Linked DNA regions of Sus scrofa: region 1 is linked to region 2. Evidence: chromatin contacts called from public HiChIP or PLAC-seq data. All regions are on one chromosome and are shown on one strand. Each heading gives the region's core, a stretch centred on a gene start, on an enhancer-like site or on the middle of the called end of the contact. The rest is flanking DNA. Distances are from core to core; before and after follow the strand shown.

What was found. HiChIP or PLAC-seq counts read pairs in DNA pulled down with a chosen protein or histone mark.
Region 1: an H3K27ac HiChIP or PLAC-seq map of alveolar macrophages shows a contact between it and region 2. The contact joins the promoter of TEP1 here to the promoter of ZNF219 in region 2. A contact is called at or near these places in 1 of 5 promoter capture datasets (liver) and 2 of 2 datasets of contacts at active chromatin or transcription factors (alveolar macrophages and skeletal muscle).

The regions. Positions count from the first base shown.
Region 1 is chr7:78,483,579-78,490,141 of Sscrofa11.1, reverse strand. TEP1 (telomerase protein component 1) reads right to left here and starts at 1,894. Exons shown (of 56, transcript XM_005656313.3): 1 at 1,788-1,894.
Region 2 is chr7:78,026,314-78,033,206 of Sscrofa11.1, reverse strand. It overlaps ZNF219 (zinc finger protein 219), which reads right to left and starts at 4,647. Exons shown (of 5, transcript XM_021099309.1): 1 at 4,327-4,647. It overlaps TMEM253 (transmembrane protein 253), which reads left to right and starts at 61. Exons shown (of 9, transcript XR_002345950.1): 1 at 61-788; 2 at 908-1,024; 3 at 1,420-1,530; 4 at 1,609-1,665; 5 at 1,930-2,040; 6 at 2,154-2,300; 7 at 2,639-3,690.

The sequences.
Region 1 (6,563 bases), core at 645-3,144, 460 kb before region 2:
GATCTCTGCAGAGGCAGATGGCTAGAACGCTCTTTCTTCTACTAAGACCACACCACCCTTCCCCAACTCCTTCTTTGCTAACCCAAATTCTACTTTCCTATCACTCTGAAGGCCTCAATTTAAGTCATTTCCTCCAAGAAGCCTCAGCTGACAGCCACCCCTTGTCTGGTATGGTGGTCCTTCTATATTCTCACAACCACTGTGCCTCCTCTATCACAGAGCACATCCCCTCTATTGTAACCGCCTGTTCATTTGTCTTTCACCCCACCAGACAATAAGTTCCTGAGGACAGAGACCCTTTAGCCTTGTTCACCACTGTTGCTAAAATACTGCTCAGTGTGACTCAAAAGCTTTTGAGATTCTGCTAAAAGCTACGGAGTTGGAGCTTTTCACAGAAAAACATGAGTATGTACTATTTTGCATTCAGTTTTCAGGGATTCCACCCATGGATCTCCTAGTATCTCCAGTAACTGCAAATTGAACCTCTGCCTGAGAGAGTACTTGAATTCATATCATTAGGAATGTATATACTCTCTTATTTGGACAAATGCTTATCTCCTATTTACATTTAAATATTTTAGGAATAATTATGTTGTTAAGTAAATCACTTAATCCCTTATATGCAAAAGCTTATGGACAGGAACATAGAATACTTCCAAGAAGACTTGAATGGACTGACAATCCAAAGCCAGAATGGCCAATGGATATTAGTGCAGGCAAAATGAATCAAAAGTAATGGCCTGTGTGTCCTGTACATTTCCCTCATATCTTTGCACTATGTAAGACCCCGGTGTCAGAGCAGGAAATCTCAGAATTGGCTCAAGATTTAAAAAAGAAGTCTCACAACAAAAATTAACTTAATAGAAATATAAAGTTAGATTTTGGGGGGTTTTTTGCACCCTGGTGTTTGTGAAGGGAGATTCAGCTCACCTACAAATGAGAGCAAAAATATCTACAAATGAAAAGTAAAAATCCTCATCTCTAGTTTCTAGCTCCATTCTCCAGGAATAACCACTACTATTTTTTTTTTTTTTTTTTTTTTTGGTCACACCCTTGGAAATTCCCAGGCCAGGGATAGAACATGAGCCATACCAGTGACAACGCAAAATCTTTAACCACTAGGCCATCAGGGAACTCCCACATGCTAAGTTTTATATGAAGAGTTTCAGACACTTTCTATGCATATATACAATTATATGCATAGGTTTATATGTCTGCTTTCCCCATATCCTCCCCCCCCCTTTTTTTTTTGCTTTGTACAAAGAGGTTCATACTTTATAGACACTTTTCTTCACTTAGTATGTCTTGAAGACCTTGCCGTGTTAACACATTAGTATCAACCATACTTTTAAGTTGGCTGACAGTCTACCTGGCTCAAGCACAGCCCGGTTTCCGTTATTAACAAACCGTGCTCGTACCACGGTCTGTTTGTGGCAGCTACTCTCTCCTTCCCAGAAGCACCTGGAGCAAGGAAAAGTGACCCCCTTCTCACTTAGTCCCCACCTTCCTCTCCCAGTGTTCTTCTAGCCCTGGGCCCTCCCTTTCCCTCATCCTCCTACGCTCGCTCTCTCAACTGCCCTTCCCACTTTCCCTTCACACACCACTCCCGCTCCGGGAGCATTAGGAGCAGCCAGACAGAGGACCCCGCCCGGCGCCCATCCGGCCAAAGCCCGGGAGGTAACTACCTAGCCGCGCTAGGCCCTTCCCACCGGCCCGGGTGCCGAGGCCACACGTGGACCCGAGGCTAGGGGCAACTGCTGCCGGTGCTCGCCCCTCCCCGGAGTCACCCAAGCCTGGAGCAGCTGGCTGTCACGCGAGGAAGCTCCGGTCCCGGGGGCAGGAAGAAGAACCCGGTTCCTGGTTCCGCGGGTGGAAAGAAGGGAGACGGGGGGTGGGGGGGGCGGGGAGCGGGGGAGGAGACTGCGCGCCGCCGGAGACGCTGGGCGGGGGCCGGGTCCGGAGCGCCCGGAAGGAGAGCGGCGCCGCTGGCTGGGCGAGTGCAGAAGAGGACTTTGCAGCTTTTTCTGAGAACTGAGTTTACTTCCATTCCCTCCCTGCACCTTCTTCCACCGCTTCCTAGTCCTCTTTTCTCCTATCCCTCAGGCTTCCTCCTCTACCATATTCCCCTCTTTTGCTAAGTTTTCTCTCTTTTGTTTTATCTTTCAACACCGTTTCTTGAAAAGGTTTTGGCATTTTCGCTACCGACCTTGACACCTTTTTTGTCCTGGTATCAAATATAGTGGGACACTAACTTCATGCAAAAATTACTTGGTGAAAACAGAAGTAAAGGGAGATTAAAGCAATAACCTATAACCGGGTGTAAATATCAAATAATTAAGGCAGAGTGAACCAAGAGCATGCCTATGCCCCTTTAGGAGAGATTCCTGGATTACAGAGAATTTTTTTGAGCCATCCTGAATGGTTAGTGCGGATGTTTCCCAGAAAGTGGGACTAGGCTCAGCAAAGAGACAAGTGACTTATAGACTGGTAATGTTAGTACTTTTCTATAAAGAATAGGGCCGGAGTTCCCGTCGTGGCTCAGTGGTTAACGAATCCGACTAGTAACCATAAGGTTTCGGGTTCGATCCCTGGCATTGTTCAGCAGGTTAAGGATCGGGCGTTGCTGTGAACTGTGGTGTGCTGTGGTGTGGGTTGCAGATGCGGCTTGGATCCCGCGTTGCTGTGGTGCAGGCCGGCAGCTACAGCTCCAATTAGACCCCTGGCCTGGGAACCTGCATATGCTGCTGTTGTGGGCCTAGAAAAGACAAACAGAAAAAAAAGAGCAGGGCTAAACAGAGTAGCAAGAAAAACGGGCTTACCTCCTGGAAAATAGATTATCTGTCTTCTGGAAAACATCCTTTCCTAAGGGTGGGTGAGGATGGGTGAGTGGGGGAGTACCCTTCATTCTCAGATAACAAATGAGCTTCAACTCAGAATCCGGGTCATCCAGTTTATTGAGCCAGATCCCACCTAATTTCCTTAGCTGCCTCCTTTACCACCTACCCCTTCAGTCTCAACACTTTTTATAAGAAATATTTTTCTGTCCCCTTTAAAATCCTGTACTACAAATTATAAACAACTAATGTTAGACACACAACTTAAAAATTTATGGAAGTTCTCTTGTGGTGCAGCAGGTTAAGTATCTGGCGTTATCCCTGCAGTGGCATGGTTCGGTGCTGTGGAGCAGTTTCAATGCCTGGCCCAGGGAAATTCCACATGCCCCGGGCGCAGCCAAAAAAAAAAAAAAAAGTGTAAAATGTCTAAAGATATATAAAAGAATAGAAGGAAGCTGATTTATTATAAAATACTATGCATTTATATTTGTAAATAGTTGGCCAAAACAGGAAGATACAATGAAGTACTCAGATGCATACATTTCTCTATAGAATTACCCCGAACATAACAGCTAAAACTGCAACGTGATACAGGGATGTTATGATGGTGATTTATTTATTTATTTATTTTGTCTTTTTGCTATTTCTTGGGCCGCTCCCGCGGCATGTGGAGGTTCCCAGGCTAGGGGTCCAATCGGAGCTCTAGTCTTCGGCCTACGCCAGAGCCACAGCAATGCGAGATCCGAGCCGTGTCTGCAACCTACACCACAGCTCAAGCGCAGGGACCGAACCCGCAACCTCATGGTTCCTAGTCGGATTCGTTAACCACTGAGCCACGACGGGAACTCCATGACGGTGATTTAAATACCACCAATAGAGCTGGGAATGTGGCATGATTTTCCAAAATAACTTTTGGCAAATTTTCACGCAAAACAAGTTATAATCATCCCATGATATTCACATGGTGGCATACCTAGGAGGTTCAGTGTATATTAAACTATGCATAAAATGCCTTGTGTTTATGTTTAAAATAAATTTAGGAGTTCCCGTCATGGCTCAGCAGTAACGAGCCCAACTAGGATCCATGAGGACGAGGGTTCAGTCCCTGGCCTCACTCAGTGGGTTAAGGATCCGGCGTTGCTGTGAGCTGTGGTGTAGGTCGAAGACTTGGCTCAGATCCGGGGTTGCTGTGGCCATGGCATAGGCTGGCAGCTGTGGCATAGGCTGGCAGCTGCAGCTTGGATTGGCCCCCTAGCCTGGGAACTTCCATATACCGCGGGTGTGGCCCTAAAAAGCAAAAAAATAAAACAAAATAAATTTAGATCCTAAAATTAGGTTAGCTGTGGTTTTTCAAATTACGTGGGTGACTGGCTAGTCATTCAAATTTGTCAGAGATTCAATAATGACCCTAAGTGTGTGGGAGTGCCCCTCATAGCTGCTGAATGTCTAGCCATCTGGGATCTGCCCATTAAATGTGTACGGATAATCCTAATCATGTTGAGAGCCAAAAAAGAAGAAAAGTCACCACAAATTTCTGAAGTAATACCTTCCATTAGAGGTCTGTCTATAGGGGAGTGGTGGTGGGGGGATTGAGGGCGGGAACACAAGTCCTGGGAAACCTGAAAGAAGAGGCTGTATGTACAAGGAGACCAGAGCGGCAGCATAATGAGGAAAAGAAGGCAAGAAGAGAGGGGAGTCCCACAAGGGCTCTCCTTCCAAAGGCCTAAATCTATAACGCCCCCTCCCCTTGGAATGTACCTTAAACAATTGTGCCAACTTCAGGGCCTCCTACAGCTCTGTGGGGGAACTACCTGCCCCACTAGTGAAAGAACAGCATATGCAAGCCCTTCCATGCTAGTGCAAAGAACATTGAAGCATCTAATCTGTGGATACTGGTGATACAGGAAGAAGAGCAACTGAGGACCATCGCTTCCTGGTTAACTAGGAGGACCTAGAGTTTACCTTCTGGTTAGCTACAACAGCAAAGAAATTCAAGGCCAGCAAGGCCTACACACCAGAACCACTGGAGATCTTTAAAAAAATTCCAAAACGCAAGTCATACCCTAGACTAATTAAATCATAATCTTCAGAGCAGGACCTGGGCATTAAAAGTTTCTGAAGTTCCCCAGCTAGTACTAATGTGCAGACAAGTTTGGGAATCTCTGCCCTAGGGTCTTGCTAATCAAAGTGTAAGCTGTGACCAGCATCATCAGGCCCCACCTCAGACCTACAGAATAAGAATCTGTAAGTTTAAAGATGCCCAGATTATTCCTGCTCACATTAAACTTTGAGGAGCACTGATCCAGACAAGTGGAGTGGGGCCTGGATTCTGCATTTTCAAACACAAGAGGCCAGGCCCAGCAATCTGTATTTTATAAGCTCTCCAGACAATTTTGATACATGCTAAAGGTTAGGAACCCCTGATTAAAACTGGGATTGTTGGAGTTCCCTGGTGGCACAATGGGTTAAGGATTCAGCATTGTCACTGCTGCAGCTCAGGTCACAGCTGTGGCATGGATTCAATCCCTAGCCCCAGGCTTTCTGCATGCCATGGGCATAGCCAAAAAACAAAACAAAACTAGGATGGTTGTTCACCTTGAAAATGTCTGATTTAGTAGATTTAGGATAGGACCTGAGAATTTCTGTTTCTAGCAAACTCTCAGGTATTGGTGATTTTGATCTCTAATTACCATTTGAAAACCACTGGTGTAGAATGATTTCCCTAACAGAGAAACAGGAAAGTCGGTCTTCAAAAGATATTTCAGGGAGTGCCCAACATGGCTCAGCGGAAATGAATCCGACTAGGAACCATGAGGCTGCTGGTTCGATCCCTGGCCTCACTCAGTGAGTTAAGGATCTGGCATTGCCCTGAGCTGTGATGTATGAGGTTCACACCTGGCATTGCTGTGGCTATGGTGTAGGATGGCGGCTGCAACTCCGATTAGACCCCTAGCCTGGGAACTTCCATATAGCACAGGTGTGGCCCTAAAAAAAAAAATTCAGTTGGATTTTGAGTTTGCAAAATAAACTGTCTTTGCCTTGTAACAGAGGAAATCTCTCAACTCACAAGATGTTTACAAAGTCCAACTCAGCTTTTCTTTTCAGTAGATAGTGCTAAATGTACCTTGGAATATTTGTTCCTTTGAGTCCTGCTTTTCTAAACTAGCCTCTCCCTTGGGTTGAAACAGTCTTTCTTCAGATTACTAATATTGATTAAATCAGGAGATTTTGCCAATCAAATAACTCCACCAAAGCTGAGGAGGCACTCTGTTCACCACTGGGTTAACTCTCACAGAGCTTATTTCTAAGTCCTTAGAGAATGATTCACTTTCACTTCCATATATAACTTGCATCCCTAATTGTTAATCATTGGCATTGAGCTGCAATAGTCAACAGATGAGTGTAGTGTCCAGACTTATCACTACTTTCTGGGGGGGAAAATTTCCATCTTCTCAGCCCTTAGAAGCCCCTATACTAAGGGCATTACCACCTATTAAAATTGCTCACCTCTAGACATACAGATGGCCAACAAGCAAATGAAAAAAATGCTCAACATCCCTAATTATTAGAGAAATGCAAATCAAAACTACAATGAAGTGCCACCTCACACTGGTCAGAATGGCCATCATCAAAAAGCCTACAAATAATAAATGCTGGAGAGGGTGTTGAGAAAAAGGAAGACTTCTCTGCTGTTGTAGGAATGTAAATTGGTACAACCACTATGGAAAA
Region 2 (6,893 bases), core at 3,398-5,897:
GCTGTGGCTCTGGCGTAGGTCAGCGGCTACATCTCTGATTAAACCCCTAGCCTGGGAGCCTCCATGTGCCGCAGGAAGCAGCCCTAGAAAAGGCAAAAAGACAAAAGAAAAAAAAATTAATTACTTCAATAGTGTCCTTCCCAAGGCTGACCATTTAAGGACCATCTTCTATACATGTCTAGTTGTGGGTTATCACTGAGTCAAAAACAATCCCCACTATAAATAGAGCTCTCCATCCACTTAGTCAGTGTCCAATCCAGAGTAAATCCTTCAAGAAAGGAATGAGAGAGGAGAAACTGTCCAGAAAGTGAGAGACAGGAAGCCAGGTCTTGGCACAAATCTTTAAGAAGTAATGACAGGACTAATCCAGAGAGTAATGTGAGATTTCTGTAGGGAATAGCAAATAATTTCAGGAGGAATCTTCCCCTGCAAAAGGAGAAACATGAGATGAAAATAGGGGGAAACTGAGGCCCAGGATGGTAGTGTTCATGCAGATGAGGTGAGTGATCAGAAGAGGAACCCAGGATGGGCAGAGATGGGGACAATAGGAAACAAGAACAGAATGAGACAGGGCTGGGTGTCTCGAGGAGAGAACTGAGGCTGGTGCCTGCTAACTGCCACTCCCTGGATCCTTAGGTCCTCATAGGGACCTTTGCCCCACCACACCCCAATCCTGATAGCCTGTCTCTGCCAGGACAAGTTCGTTGGCTGCTCTGAGCTACCAAGCCCCGCTAGGAGCTCCAGGCTCAGCTGGGACCCATCCCTTTGGAGCAGCTGCTTCAGACTAGGTAGGTGTGAGGACCTGAGCCTCAACTCCCTGGATACTGGAAGTGGGCAGAGGGGTAGCTGGAAGAGATGCTGCTGTATATCCTGTCTCCTGATAGGTGCCATAATACATTTTTCCCAGGCTGGGAAGTACCGAGCTCTCGTGGTCAAGGAAGCCATGGAGGAGAGAGCTGGTCGTCTGGAAAAGCTACAGCACTGGGCGAGGCACAGGCAGAGTGGGCACCTCTTGGTGCTGGCGGTGAGGCCAGGCTGCTCCATCCCAAGCTTCAGCATGTTCACTTCTACCCCAGTTCAATTCCATCCATGTTTAGTGAGAACCCATCATGTTCCTGAAACAGTGCTAGGCTCTGAGTGGGAGGAGGGTGGAGGAAGCATAGACTAAACAAGGCAAGACCCTTAATTTCCATGTAGCTTCTTCCATCATGTGAGGAAAACACACAGGTAAGTGACTGAACTATGACATGAGACAGAAAAAAATTAAAGGATTTCCCCTTCTTTCAACAGCCCTTAGTTGACTACTTTCTGCCACTACACCTTCCTCCCAATTGCTGATCTCTAAAAGAGGCAGGGGCTGGGAGAAAGGAAGGGAATCCCTGACAGTTCCCCTTCACCTATCCTGCATCTGGTCTCCAGGTGAGCCAGCTATGGCTGGCAGTGGCTGTGGTGCCCTTTGCTATCTCAGTTGCCTGCCTGAACTCTGCTTGTCACATGGCCACAGCACTGCCACTTGGGCCTGGAGTACTGGTAAGAACTACCATATGGGAGGGTGGAAGGAAGGTCCTGAGGGGTCAGAGCTCACCACGTGCCTTTCTCATCACTCAGGGTTTCCTCACTGGGATTGTTACCCTTGAGCTGCGCAGAGCACCCCGTTTCTGGAAGGTGAGAGGAGAAGAGAACTATTCTGTCCCCCTCCCACACACACACACCCCTCAGCCCAGGAAGTGGATTTCTAACTGTCGACTGTCAGCTCTCTGCTCTCTGCCCATGAATGGCCTAAAAGACTGAGAAAGGAAGACATTTAGATGGCCCTGTTTGGAGGTGGAGGAATAGGAACTGAGTTTGGTTTTCAGCTAGGCTGCAGGTGGGGCTTGGGGTTGCACTGAGTCCCCCAGGCTGGGCAGAGCTGAACTGACTCACTGGCAGGTGCGTGCCATGATGATATTCAACCTCTTCAATCTGATCTTGGGCTTCATCGCGTTGGTGATTGAGGTGATGAAGACAGCCTTGATGTCTGCCCCAAATATCCCCTCCCAGGTACAAGTGAATAAAAGAGAAGGTGGGACGATGAGGAGACAAGAGGAGGGGGAAGGGCAGGGGCAAATAGGTGCAGGGTCCTTTGCAGCATCCTCAGCCCTTTCTACCTACAGCTAGAGGGCTTGCTGGTGCTTGAGCTCAGCGCTGAAGCCTTCACTCTAGGGGGAGTGCTGGTCTCAGCATACTCCCTGATCCTGCTGAGCCAGAGGAAGCGAGGATGCTGCAGGAGCCAGAGTCTGCACTACCAGGAACTGCAAGAGGTACTGAATGAAGGCAGGGAGGAAAATATTTTTTCACTGGCTATCCTGGTTGGCGGTACTTAAGGGAAAACAATGGCACAGGGCAGAAAGAAGGGGTACTAGACTGAAAGTGATTGGTTTTCTGGCTTTGGACATTTCTCCTCTAGAGGTGGGGAAGAGGGAATTGGGTATCTAAATGGTTGGGGTTAGAAATGTGAGAAGCAATAGAAATCTGCCTAAATATTGGAAGGGCTATGGGAACATGGGGAAAAAATGGCAGAGGACAAAGTTGCATCTGTCTGGGATTCTTCCTTTCTCATCCCTTCGGTTTGCACTCCTCACACTTGTCTGGTTTTCAGGGTCTCTCAGAGTTGGAGGAAGTTCCTGATTTGGAGAATGGTCCCACCGTGACTAGCACAGCAAACAGAACGAATGAGTGAACTGGCAAGGGGAAGAGTACAGGTGCTGCTCTCCTACCCTACAGAAGCGTTCTCCAGACACTCCTGCACCCCATCCCCACAGAACTCAAACTAGATGGAGTCCCTTAAGACTTAAAAAGGAGTTCCCTTGGTGGCTCAGCAGTTAACGAACCCAATTAGGATCCACGAGGATGCAGGTTTGATCCCTGGCCTTTCTCAGTGGGTTAAGGATCTGGTGTTGCCATAAACTGTGATGTAGGCCCGTATGTGGCTGGGATCCCACGTTGCTGTGGCTGTGGCCTAGGACCGCAGCTGTAGCTCCGATTCTACCCCTAGCCTGGGAACTTACATATGCTGCTGGTGCGGCCCTTAAAAAAAAAAAAAAAAAGACCTACAAGACGTTTGGTGGAGTGCCTTCAATTTTCAGTCAGACCAGGGCCCCATTCTTTTCCCTTCCCTTCTGGAGACAGCAATACCCAGACCAAGTCTTCCATCACCTCACTACCCTAAAAATCTGCCCGCCTGCAAGATATCCTTAAACAGCTATCAGCTAGACTGATTTCCTCCCATCTGTCCTTACCCTCCTTCCAACTTTTCTTTCCTTCCCACTGCCTCCCAGTACAGCTTCACATTTGCCTCATCTCACTATTTCCAAGATTTCCAACTTTCACAGTCCCAACCACTCCAAACCCGGGTTTCCGTACACGCCTACTCTCTGAAGTCAATTCACTCGTGCTTTAGTTCTCAGTCAGAGGCGGTTCCTTTCTACTCTAGCGGAGACTACAAGTCCCAGGATGCCCCGCTGCCCCGTGGCCTGCTGGGAAATAAAGAGCCTTTCCTCCGCGGTGGGGGCGCTGTGCATCTGCTGAGTGACGCCAAGCGCTGGAAGTCAGGGCCTAGCCGAGAGTTTCCTCGGACGCGACCACTGGCCCCGTGTGCAGGGAGGAGCCGGGCGGGCTATTCTGAGAGGGGCCGCCACCACCCCAATCTCGGTAACTGAGAGTTGACTGTGGGTCCACAGTCCTCCCTCTGACAGCTTCGGAGACGGGCAGGGGCGGAGGGCTGGCCCTCAGCAGAGCTGGGGTTTCCACAGATGTTGTCGCCGTGCCCCCTCCCACAGTGCCCAGGTTCAAAGTCCTGAGACTTGGAGCGCGCGCGAGAAAGGGGTTGGAGATGATGAGTCAGAAGCCCAGGGCCCTTTTCATCCCCCTCCCCCCGGGCCTAGGCGCCTGAGGAGGACGGGCTGGCCAGACGGGTGGATGGGGCAGGAAGAGGAGGGACACGGCGACCCGACCTAAGGCTTTCCCGCCTCTTGCGAGCACGCCGGTGTAACGAGCCCGCGTCGCCGCCACCCTTTCTCTCCAAGGCGGGAGCGGGACTGCGCAGGCTCAGCCTCTCAGCAGCCCCGCCGACCTTCGATCCCGGCTGCTGAGGTGCGGTTGCTGAAGCTCTGGTTGCGCTCAACCCCCACCGTTTATGACCTTTGCAAATGTGCAAAGATGACGAGCTCAGGTGGGCTTGAGAAAAGCCCAGGAAAACTGGGAGCACCCAGTTGTACCAGCCCGACAGCTTACTAGCCGCTAGAGAAACTAGAAGTTGACCAGAGCTGCATTACTATGAGAACTCACCCCAAATTCACAAAGTGCCCAGGATGGGTGTGCGCCTCACACTCATTTTTGTTCCCACTTGAGAAGGCTTCTTTCCCTAGAGAATGCTGCTTCTCCGGGCTTAGCCAAGCCCAAGCACCAGTAAGGAAAGAGCGCAGCCTGGCTGCCTTGCCCTGACATTGCAGTGGCGCCAGGGGCAGCTCCTTTCTGTTTGTGACACCTTGGGAGTGGTAATAGTCGCCCTATGACAAGATTGTGTGAGTATTTGTGGGTGGGGACAGTTCTGGGATTAGGTTCTGAAATGGAGAAAACAAGATCTGGGCCTCCCCCTTCGCCGCCTCCTCCCAATCTAGAATAATGGAGAGCTCATGTGTGAAGGACTCAAAATAATTTTCTTAAAACTCAGAAGGTGATAGTAGATGAGGAAGCTGAGGGTAAAAATCAGCAATTCATTCCAAATAGAAGCAGCAGCTTTTAGTGATATAATCAGATGTCTAGGAGTTGCATTTTACTTCTTGGAGAATTCAGTCACCATGCAGATGAACCTTATATCAGTCAGGTTTGGTGAGATTATGATGTGGTAACAATGCCAAAATTTCAGTGCCCTGAAACCTAAAGCCCCAAAGGTTTAGGGAGTCTGGCAGGGTACTCTGAACATTGTAAGTTACGCAGGTACCCAAGCCCATGGAGCACTACCATTTTGAGATCCTACCATGACACCATGAGACTAATACCCCTCACCACCACCAGCTTGCCCAGTTGTGAAGTAAGCATGAAGAATTGTTCATAGACTTTTAAATGTTTCTGCCTCAGAGGGATACATATCACTTCTGCTCACACTTCATTGGCCAAAGCAAGCCATATAGCCATATCCAACTTCAAGATGGCCAGAAGGGCAATCTTTACATATGCCTGGAAGGGGAAGGGAAGCAGAAATACTTCATTAAAGGAAGAGGAGGTAGCCATTTGCAGTGATTTGTTGAACAGCTTAGCAGTTGGTATTCATCTGTTCCAGCAGTTATGCGCATATCTACTTTGGTTTTGTTCTTTGGTTTTGTTCCACTAAATGAAGTTCTCAATAGAAACTCCCCCCCCCTCCCCCAGGATAATGGTAAGACTGGGAGACAGGAAATTTGATGTGTAAGTTTGGGCAAGTCAGACCTCTATGAACTACATTTTGCTTAAATGGAGGTTATAGTATTTACCCTCAACCTAACTGGAGGACCAAGGCTCAAATAAAATTACACATGAAAAAAAAAAAAAAACTTTAAAACTGTTAAACACTTTGGAGGTTTTTCCGATAGGGAAGAGGAGTGAAGCAGATTAGGTATGAGTTAATAGGGAGTCATAGGAACTATGGAAAACTAGAGGAGCCCACATTCTATTTAAAGACTTTAACCCAATTCTACCCAATTATTCCCATGTGGGACTGGGGGCTTGGTATTGCCATTGTTCCAATTTTCCTATAAAGGTCAGAAATTCTGACTTTTTAAATGTGAATCATCTGATTTTAAAATGCTGAGGCAGTTCCTTTTGTATATGAACCTGACTGATATCCATGAGGATGTGGGTTCGATCTCTGGCCTTTTTGTTCATTGGGTTAAGGATCCATCGTTGCCTTGAGCTGTGGTATAGGTCAAAAATGCGGCTTGGATCTCACGTGGCTGTGGTATAGGTTGGCAGCTGCAGCTCCAATTGTTGACTCCTAGCCTGGGAACTTGCATATGTCGGAGGTGCAGCTCTAAAAAAAAAAAAAAAAAAAAAAGTAAATAAAATAAAATGTTGATGATTACAATTTTAAAAATCAACAGATTCGGCCTATGGTCCTTCAGTTATTGTCTCTCATTATACAAAAATAAGCTATAAATTCAGGTTTTGGATGTGCAGTTCTCGTTGGCCCTCAAGGCTTCTAAAATTCAAATCTTGAAGAGATTTAACATTAGGTTCTCATATTGGTTATCAGGGAGAGGGTATTTTGCCCCCCAGGGTTTATTTGGCAGTTTTTGGTAGTAACACCTTCAGGGTAGGAGGAATATGTAAGCAAAGGAGAATCAGATGATAAGTTGGAAGATCAGAGATTCAGTCCCAAAGCTCCTAATGCTCCTTTCCTGTGCATTATCCTCTGCCAGCTGCTACTGAAGACTGTTAGGCTTGTCCTGTGGTCCTCATTATACACCACACACACACACACACGCACACGCGCCTGCACGCACACACACAGCCAGAGTTCCTGGCTGCTCCATGAAATCATTCTGCTTTGCTATAATGCTTCCCAGCAATCATTGTATCTACCCCTTCATCAGTTTGGCAGCCTCTGTGGAAGTCACTCATATTTTACTTGAATTGCTGCCCGTTGAAACGTCACAGAAAGAAGTGACTGGGACAAGGTTACTGCTGACGTCAGTTTTTAAAGGTCTTGACCCCATCCCTTGCTGTAAGCACTGGAGAAATATGTGGTTTTGTATGCAGCTGAATTCTGTGGTGGTTGGGAAATTCTCCATGTTGATGAATTTTACCCTCATTTCTTTGAAATTCAGTCATTTATTCTGGCCTCAAATACATGATTATGGACAACTGATGACATTTCC